Regions from separate parts of the Anas platyrhynchos genome. Here region 1 is linked to region 2. Evidence: chromatin contacts called from public Hi-C data. All regions are on one chromosome and are shown on one strand. The core of a region is the stretch at or near the end of the contact, and the rest is flanking DNA. Distances in the headings are between cores, read along the strand shown. Region 1 overlaps SENP6 (SUMO specific peptidase 6). Region 2 overlaps MYO6 (myosin VI).

Evidence for each region. A called contact is a pair of places that touch in the nucleus more often than the background predicts.
Region 1: a Hi-C map of liver shows a contact between it and region 2, with 3 times the contacts expected there. The contact joins two enhancer-like sites. A contact is called at or near these places in 3 of 8 Hi-C or Micro-C datasets (F5 follicle, liver and subcutaneous adipose tissue).

The regions. Positions count from the first base shown.
Region 1 is chr3:87,673,393-87,676,448 of IASCAAS_PekinDuck_T2T, reverse strand. It overlaps SENP6 (SUMO specific peptidase 6), which reads left to right. Exons shown (of 24, transcript XM_038176186.2): 23 at 1-115; 24 at 2,261-3,056. The coding sequence ends at 2,470. Among named protein-coding and RNA genes, the nearest start is that of MYO6, 15 kb to the right of the region's middle. Within about 2 kb of position 1,323, at least 1 of the 8 cell types and tissues checked has an H3K27ac peak or open chromatin away from gene starts, as enhancers often do.
Region 2 is chr3:87,599,282-87,602,498 of IASCAAS_PekinDuck_T2T, reverse strand. MYO6 (myosin VI) reads left to right here. Exons shown (of 32, transcript XM_072036260.1): 12 at 1,379-1,523. Among named protein-coding and RNA genes, the nearest start is that of MYO6, 59 kb to the left of the region's middle. Within about 2 kb of position 1,423, at least 3 of the 8 cell types and tissues checked have an H3K27ac peak or open chromatin away from gene starts, as enhancers often do.

The DNA.
Region 1 (3,056 bases), core at 74-2,573, 74 kb before region 2:
TAAAAGAAGCTTTTCCAAAGAAGTCATGAAAGGTTCCAACCCAAAAGTGCCACAACAGAACAACTTCAGTGATTGTGGAGTGTACATACTGCAGTATGTGGAGAGCTTTTTTGAGGTATGTATACCTATTTGTGTAACTATTTGTTTTGTCTCCTGCAGCGATCAAGTGTGTGCTGCAATTATAAAAGGCTCTTTTAGCTTTTACAGCTATTCATTAGATGATGCATTAGAAACAAATTTATATGTTCTCACAGATAATAATGAATACTTCCTGGAAAATAAACTAATGGCCAATATTTTAATATCTGGTACACATGGGTACCAGATACCAGAAGCCATGGAATTTTCTGAGAAATTACTGAGAAAAGCTTTGTGTTGTTACAGTGCATGGCCTTTAAAATTACCCAGTAAGAGTTCAAATTTGAGTTCAAAATCTAAACCAAAGACGTGGTACTATAAAAGCTTGTTCTTTTTCCCCTAAGAAATGTGACCGTGAATAAATTCATTAATACAACACAGCTAATTTAGACTTCTTAAGCTTTCATTATAACATGTAAGTAAAATCATTATAGCTAGAAGCCAAATCTTAATTCCATTGAAGAAAATAGTTGAATTTTTATTTCCTTTAACTGTCTTGGCCTTCAAGTTAAGGCTCCTTTCAGAAGGGGAGGATGGAACACCCTCAGGTCTGGGTTGGGAGGAGAAATGGTAAAGTGAGATGTTACCTGTATGGGGTGTAGACTCTTTTTACAGTCTGGAGTGCTTTAGAGCACTGTTGCTGAGCTGTCCTGTGACTACCAATCTCCTGAGAAAGCTGGTGATTCCTTCTCCATTGCTCAACCCTCCCCTCGTTCATACCTTATGTGATAGCAGTAAGGCTTTAGAAGAGTGTATTCATGCAAAATGAAGGCCAAACATTCAATGTGCCTTAAAACACTTTTTATTAATTAATTAGCTTTTGCTTTTCAGAGCTTAGAACCATCCTAGAGAGCTTTTTGTTCTGTACGTGGGGGAGTGTGGAGCAGCCACGTTCTAAGGACCTTACCCCTTGGTTCTTGCCAAGTGCCCGCAGACAGAATTATGGCAGGCTGGATCCCTCGTCTTGGCTGGCCCCACAGCTTTGCCTGCCAGGGAGCAGGAGTGGGGCGTAGATGTGCCTGGTAAAAAATCGCAGGGTATTCTCAGAGGTGACGCTAGTGGGAAAGTAAAACCTGGGCTAGCGGCACAGTACTAAAATATCTCACAGCTATTGAGCTAATCCATTGCAGCTGCTAATGTGTCTGAAAGATGCTACCAAGTCTCAGTTGTCCTGGCAGCTGTACCAGCTGACCTGGAGAGTATGGTTAGTTGCATGGGTAGGGCTGTTCAGTCACATCTTCTGCTTTGTGGGTTTATTTCAAGCGTCTTCTTTTAATAATAAGCATCAAAGCCATGTCGTGTAGGTCTTTCTTAAAACCAAGGCTCGCTTGACGAGGTATCTGGCGTAACAGGACAGCAGGTGCCTGCTGGGCCCCATCGGCTCGGCCACCGGAGGGCGCCTGGGGCCGTGGCCGGGCTGCCGCCATGGCCGCCCCTGGCTGTCCCTGTGGTGATGGGGCAGGCAGGAGGGGCTCGCTGAGAGAAAGCGCCGTGCCGCAGGCTGTGCTGATGGGTCGGGGCGCAGTGGTTGTGCCTCACCGCAGCCCTCCTGCTAGTTCTCCGGGTAAGTGACCTCTGGCAGGAAAACGGGAGGTAAGCACACAGAAAGGGCCGGCAGGCAGCCAGGTGCTCTTCACAGGCCCTGCTTTTAAGAGTGGAATGTAAAGCTCAATTTCCTGGTTTGTTGTGGTCCCACAGGTATTCAGAAGAACCGGACTAGAGCTCATTAGGAATCTGGTCTTGATTCTAGCCACCCTTTTTTTTTTCCAAAAGAAAAGAGAACAAAAAACCCTGTATCTTGTATCTATTTATCTTTTACCTCTTAATTAGTACGATGTCTATCACACAAATTAATTCAAATAGTTTGCCTACACAATATAGCAGTCTGAGTAGATTATTTGGACACTCGTATAACCAGAACTGTGGTGTGGATGTGTGATATTCATAGCAAAGCTTGATCTATTTGACGTTAATTCTACATGTACAAAAGATATAAACAGTAGAAATTTTGTTTCACGCTGAGGGATGAGCCAGGGAAGAATGCATGTTTTCCACTACAGTTCTCCCCAGTCCTTTACGTTATAACTCCCTACTGTAATGTCCAAATCAACTTTCTTTTCAGAATCCCATTCTGAGTTTTGAGCTACCAATGAACTTAACAGACTGGTTTCCACGCCCAAGAATGAAAACCAAAAGAGAAGAAATACGAAAAATAATCCTGAAGCTGCAGGAACAGCAGAGCAAAGACAAGAAGGGACAAAAGGACCCAAGTTCAGCAGAAAGATCTTTGCAGGAAAAAACAGAACAACTTATCAACAGTGGCTCAGACTGAATGTTGTATCTGTTGCATGTTAGCTCCACAATCAAAACTGAAATATACATTTTGTCTGCCCAAACTAAAGATTTGGCGTATTCTCTGCTCAAAGTTACTTGGGAATGTTCAATGCCTGTATAAATGTGTGTCATAAAAAGATTTAATTCCCACAAAGATGTGTATTAAGTAAGCAAGTCTGTACATATGTTAATGAGGCCAACTTTTTCAGCATTTGTAATTACTTTTTTTCCACTTGGTAGGGAGCTTTTGTTATGTATTTCTGTTAATAGAACTTAAATAGCAACTTCTAAACATAAAGCAAATAAAGAAAATATTTATAGGATAAAATGGTTAACTTTTTCTTTTTCAGTAAAGCTGTAATGTTACAGGCTTAAGTAACACATAGGGAATGATTTGGTAGTAAGATACTTAATTCATATTTTGACCCTATTTAGTTGCCCTTTACAAGATTATTCTGCTTGCGCTACAAACAATAATATGGGTAAGTGTCTCAGTGTACCATGGCCTCAGAGAGGGTGATTCCCATCCTCACAGTATCTAAGTGTAGGCAGTGTAATAGTTAATAGGACTGCTTCAGATTTGG
Region 2 (3,217 bases), core at 174-2,673:
CAGCAAACGAGAAGGGGAGCTATAAGTGGTGTGGAAAGTCAGGGGTGAGAGAAGGGAAGCAGACACCCTTTTTAACACCTGAAAAGTTCGTTACATTGAATGTTGAAATTCAAACCTGTATTTCCTGGAGTCAAATCTTACATTTTTTTTTTTTAAATGGTCATTGCAAATGAATGTATTTTTCTGCTCTCACCTTGTAAGTGGGCACACAGGGTGTTCATCCAAACTGCTCCAGAAGTGTATTTCTGTACCAGACATCCTTTAAAGTTTTGTTGCTGCTTCAAATATCTGGGCAACACCAAACAAAAGCAGACTGCTACAGGTTTGATGGTGTTTCAGAGCTTCCCAAATCAATCCACATAAGACTTAATCTTTTGAGCACTCCATCCTCATGTCTTTTATGTGGCGTCAGTGCAAAGTTATGGAATTCAAGCAATGTTTGACTAGCAGGACCAAGTGCACCTTCCACCTCTTTATCTAGGAAATTGTTCGTCTCATGTGTGTGACAGTGGGAATGCTGGGAGGCAGCTGTGCCAGGCGCTTCTGTGCATAGCAGGGAAGTCTGGAGGATTACAGGAACATTGGCATCCAGCAGCTTGCATCGCTGCAGTTAGTTACTAGGTGTTAGCAATGTTTTGTGCTACTTCTGTGTTTTGGGATGGCTCTTCCATTTAAAAGCAGGTTGTGAACAATGTATGTGTAGAACAATGTTCTAAAAATACAGAATTTTTGAGGCATAGCTTTTGTTTTTTATTTTTGAGAATTAAGTCTTTATCACATCTGTAGCCGCATTTAGTCATTTCATTAGTCACATCTTTAATCTGTGAATACGTTTCTAGATGCTAACTTCCATTCCTCTGAAGCTGCTCTGCCAAGATTATTGCAGTTCATTATTTCCTAGGATTTTACATAAAAATTGCAAACCCGCAGCTGTTTCGTTAACATTAGGAAGTACGCCTCAGAGCAGATTGGTTTGATATGCCTATGAAATGGGACGATTTAAAGGCAAAAACCTATCAATTACAGGTTAGTTGGCATTCTTTGTGGAAACTTTTGAGTGATAGGGAGTCAGAATTTCAAGATCTATATGAAAAAAATGGAAAGGATTTAAAAAGTGATTAGGAATACACCGCGGAGTGGCAAAACCTTGCATGTGGTGCTGTGTATTTCAACATCGGCAAAAAAATATAAAATCGGGTAACATCCTTCAATCACCTCACGTTTGTTAACAAACACTAAAAAAAAATTAAGAACGTGTGTGACACAGTGGGGGGAGCGGTGGGGCAGGGGCTGAGGGGGTAGCGGGGCAGTGGCGGCGGTTATGGCGGTTGGGCGGCGGTTACGGCGGTTGGGTAACGGCTGTGGCGGTTGCTCGCAGGGGGCTGCACGCTGAAGGCACGGAGCCAGACGGCGCTGGAGTGCTGCGCGGCGCTGCTGGGGCTGGACGAGGACGACCTGCGCGGCAGCCTGACCACCCGCGTCATGCTCACCACGGCGGGGGGCGCCAAAGGCACGGTCATCAAGTGAGTCGCAGTAAAAGGAAGCCAGTCAGCCTGTTAAATACGGGATCTACACAGAAAACTGGCTACGTTACCAGATTTAACAACTACACCGATTTGAGGGATGTTAACGCTGTTAATTACAGCCAAAAGCATTTCAGAAGATACTGGGCGCATCTCTCGTCATGGGGGCTTCACAGCAGTCCCATCAGTGTGGTGTGCTCCTGTGGTATTAGGTATGAGATGCTCTAATTGGGGGGAGGAGAGAGCCCCCATCCACCTGCCTGTGTCCACGCTTCTCAAGTGTCAGGGTGATTGGTTGCCCTGTTTGTCACATCTGAGTCTGCTGAAGTTGAGTTCCAGTTTAAAAAAAAAACAACAAACAGCAATCCAGAAATGTGCTGCTGCTTGCTGCTGGTGAACAAATGTTTAACCTTAACTGTGAAGTTAATGTGGTTTCATAGAAACATATAAAATAATGAAACAAGATAAGAGATGATTGTATTTTTTTTTATAGCTAGACAGAATGAACCACTATTGAAGTAAATAGCAGCCTTAAAAAAAGTGTCCCTTTTTTAACAAGCTTACATTTTAACAAGAAGCTATTATCAAAGTAACTTCCTAGGTGATTTTTTTCTATCTGCACATGGAGAACAAATAATCACAAAGAATGCGTTTAGATGTGGGTACTGATGATAACATTTCAATACCATGAAAATTAGGACTTTTCTGAAACTGAGCTTCATGAAAACTCAATTTCACTACAGTTTCCATTTGCTTATGAAAAATCTCTGCTTCCACCACAGATTTTCTGCTAGTCTAATCCATCCCGATAGGGATGCTGGATGCTAGCTGAACTGCATGCAACTGAATTGTATGTTTTAACATTTGGTTTTCTAACGCTGTCTATTTGATATATGTTGTATTTTTTTTTTATTTCTGCAGTTGAAGAAAACTTATCAAACTAAATTTGGGCTAAGCAGTTTTGAGCAAATTAAAAGTTCTGTGTTTAGTTGAATGCATTGATTTTTTAATTAGGAAACTAATTAACATCCACTCATTGGAAGAATGAACAGGAGTTTCATATCGATTGTAGGGAAACAATCAGATTGTTTTGGGTTGACTGAATCAGAAATGTAGCTTTCTGCATGTTTTACCAGAAAGTTTAATATATGAAAGCCGTCGTTAATTAAGTGTATTAATGTGGCTTATGTAAGTTCCTTGCATATTTTATCTCTTGAAATTTCCCCCTATTATTTAAAACAGATACTTCATGCTGTAAAACAAATATTTGTTAACAGTTCATAAACTTGTGGACTTGTAAACTGGGTACATCGGTTACAGCTGACTGATAAAACCTTGGTATATATTGTCAGTGGGTCCAGTAAAAGTGATGAGTGTGAGTTAATACACCTAGTTTATGTCAAATTTATGAGGGGGAAAATTGGTCTTGGACCACTTGAGAGCTTTGGCTGTTTCAGTCCTCAATTGGTGTAATAGACTTGGAGTAATGAAGGTTTCCAGTGGTCAGGAGCTGTGCAAGAGAAGTAATCTTCATCATAAATTATAAGAAAACAAGGGCGGTGGAATTGTGTTCAGTGCCCACTGCCTGATCTCCAGGGTGCAACTGATCTTCCTGGCTGCTTTTGGACATAGTAAACCATTGGTGACAACCTTCACTGTTTGGATCTCATGTTTTCTAGGGGAACACAGAGGCT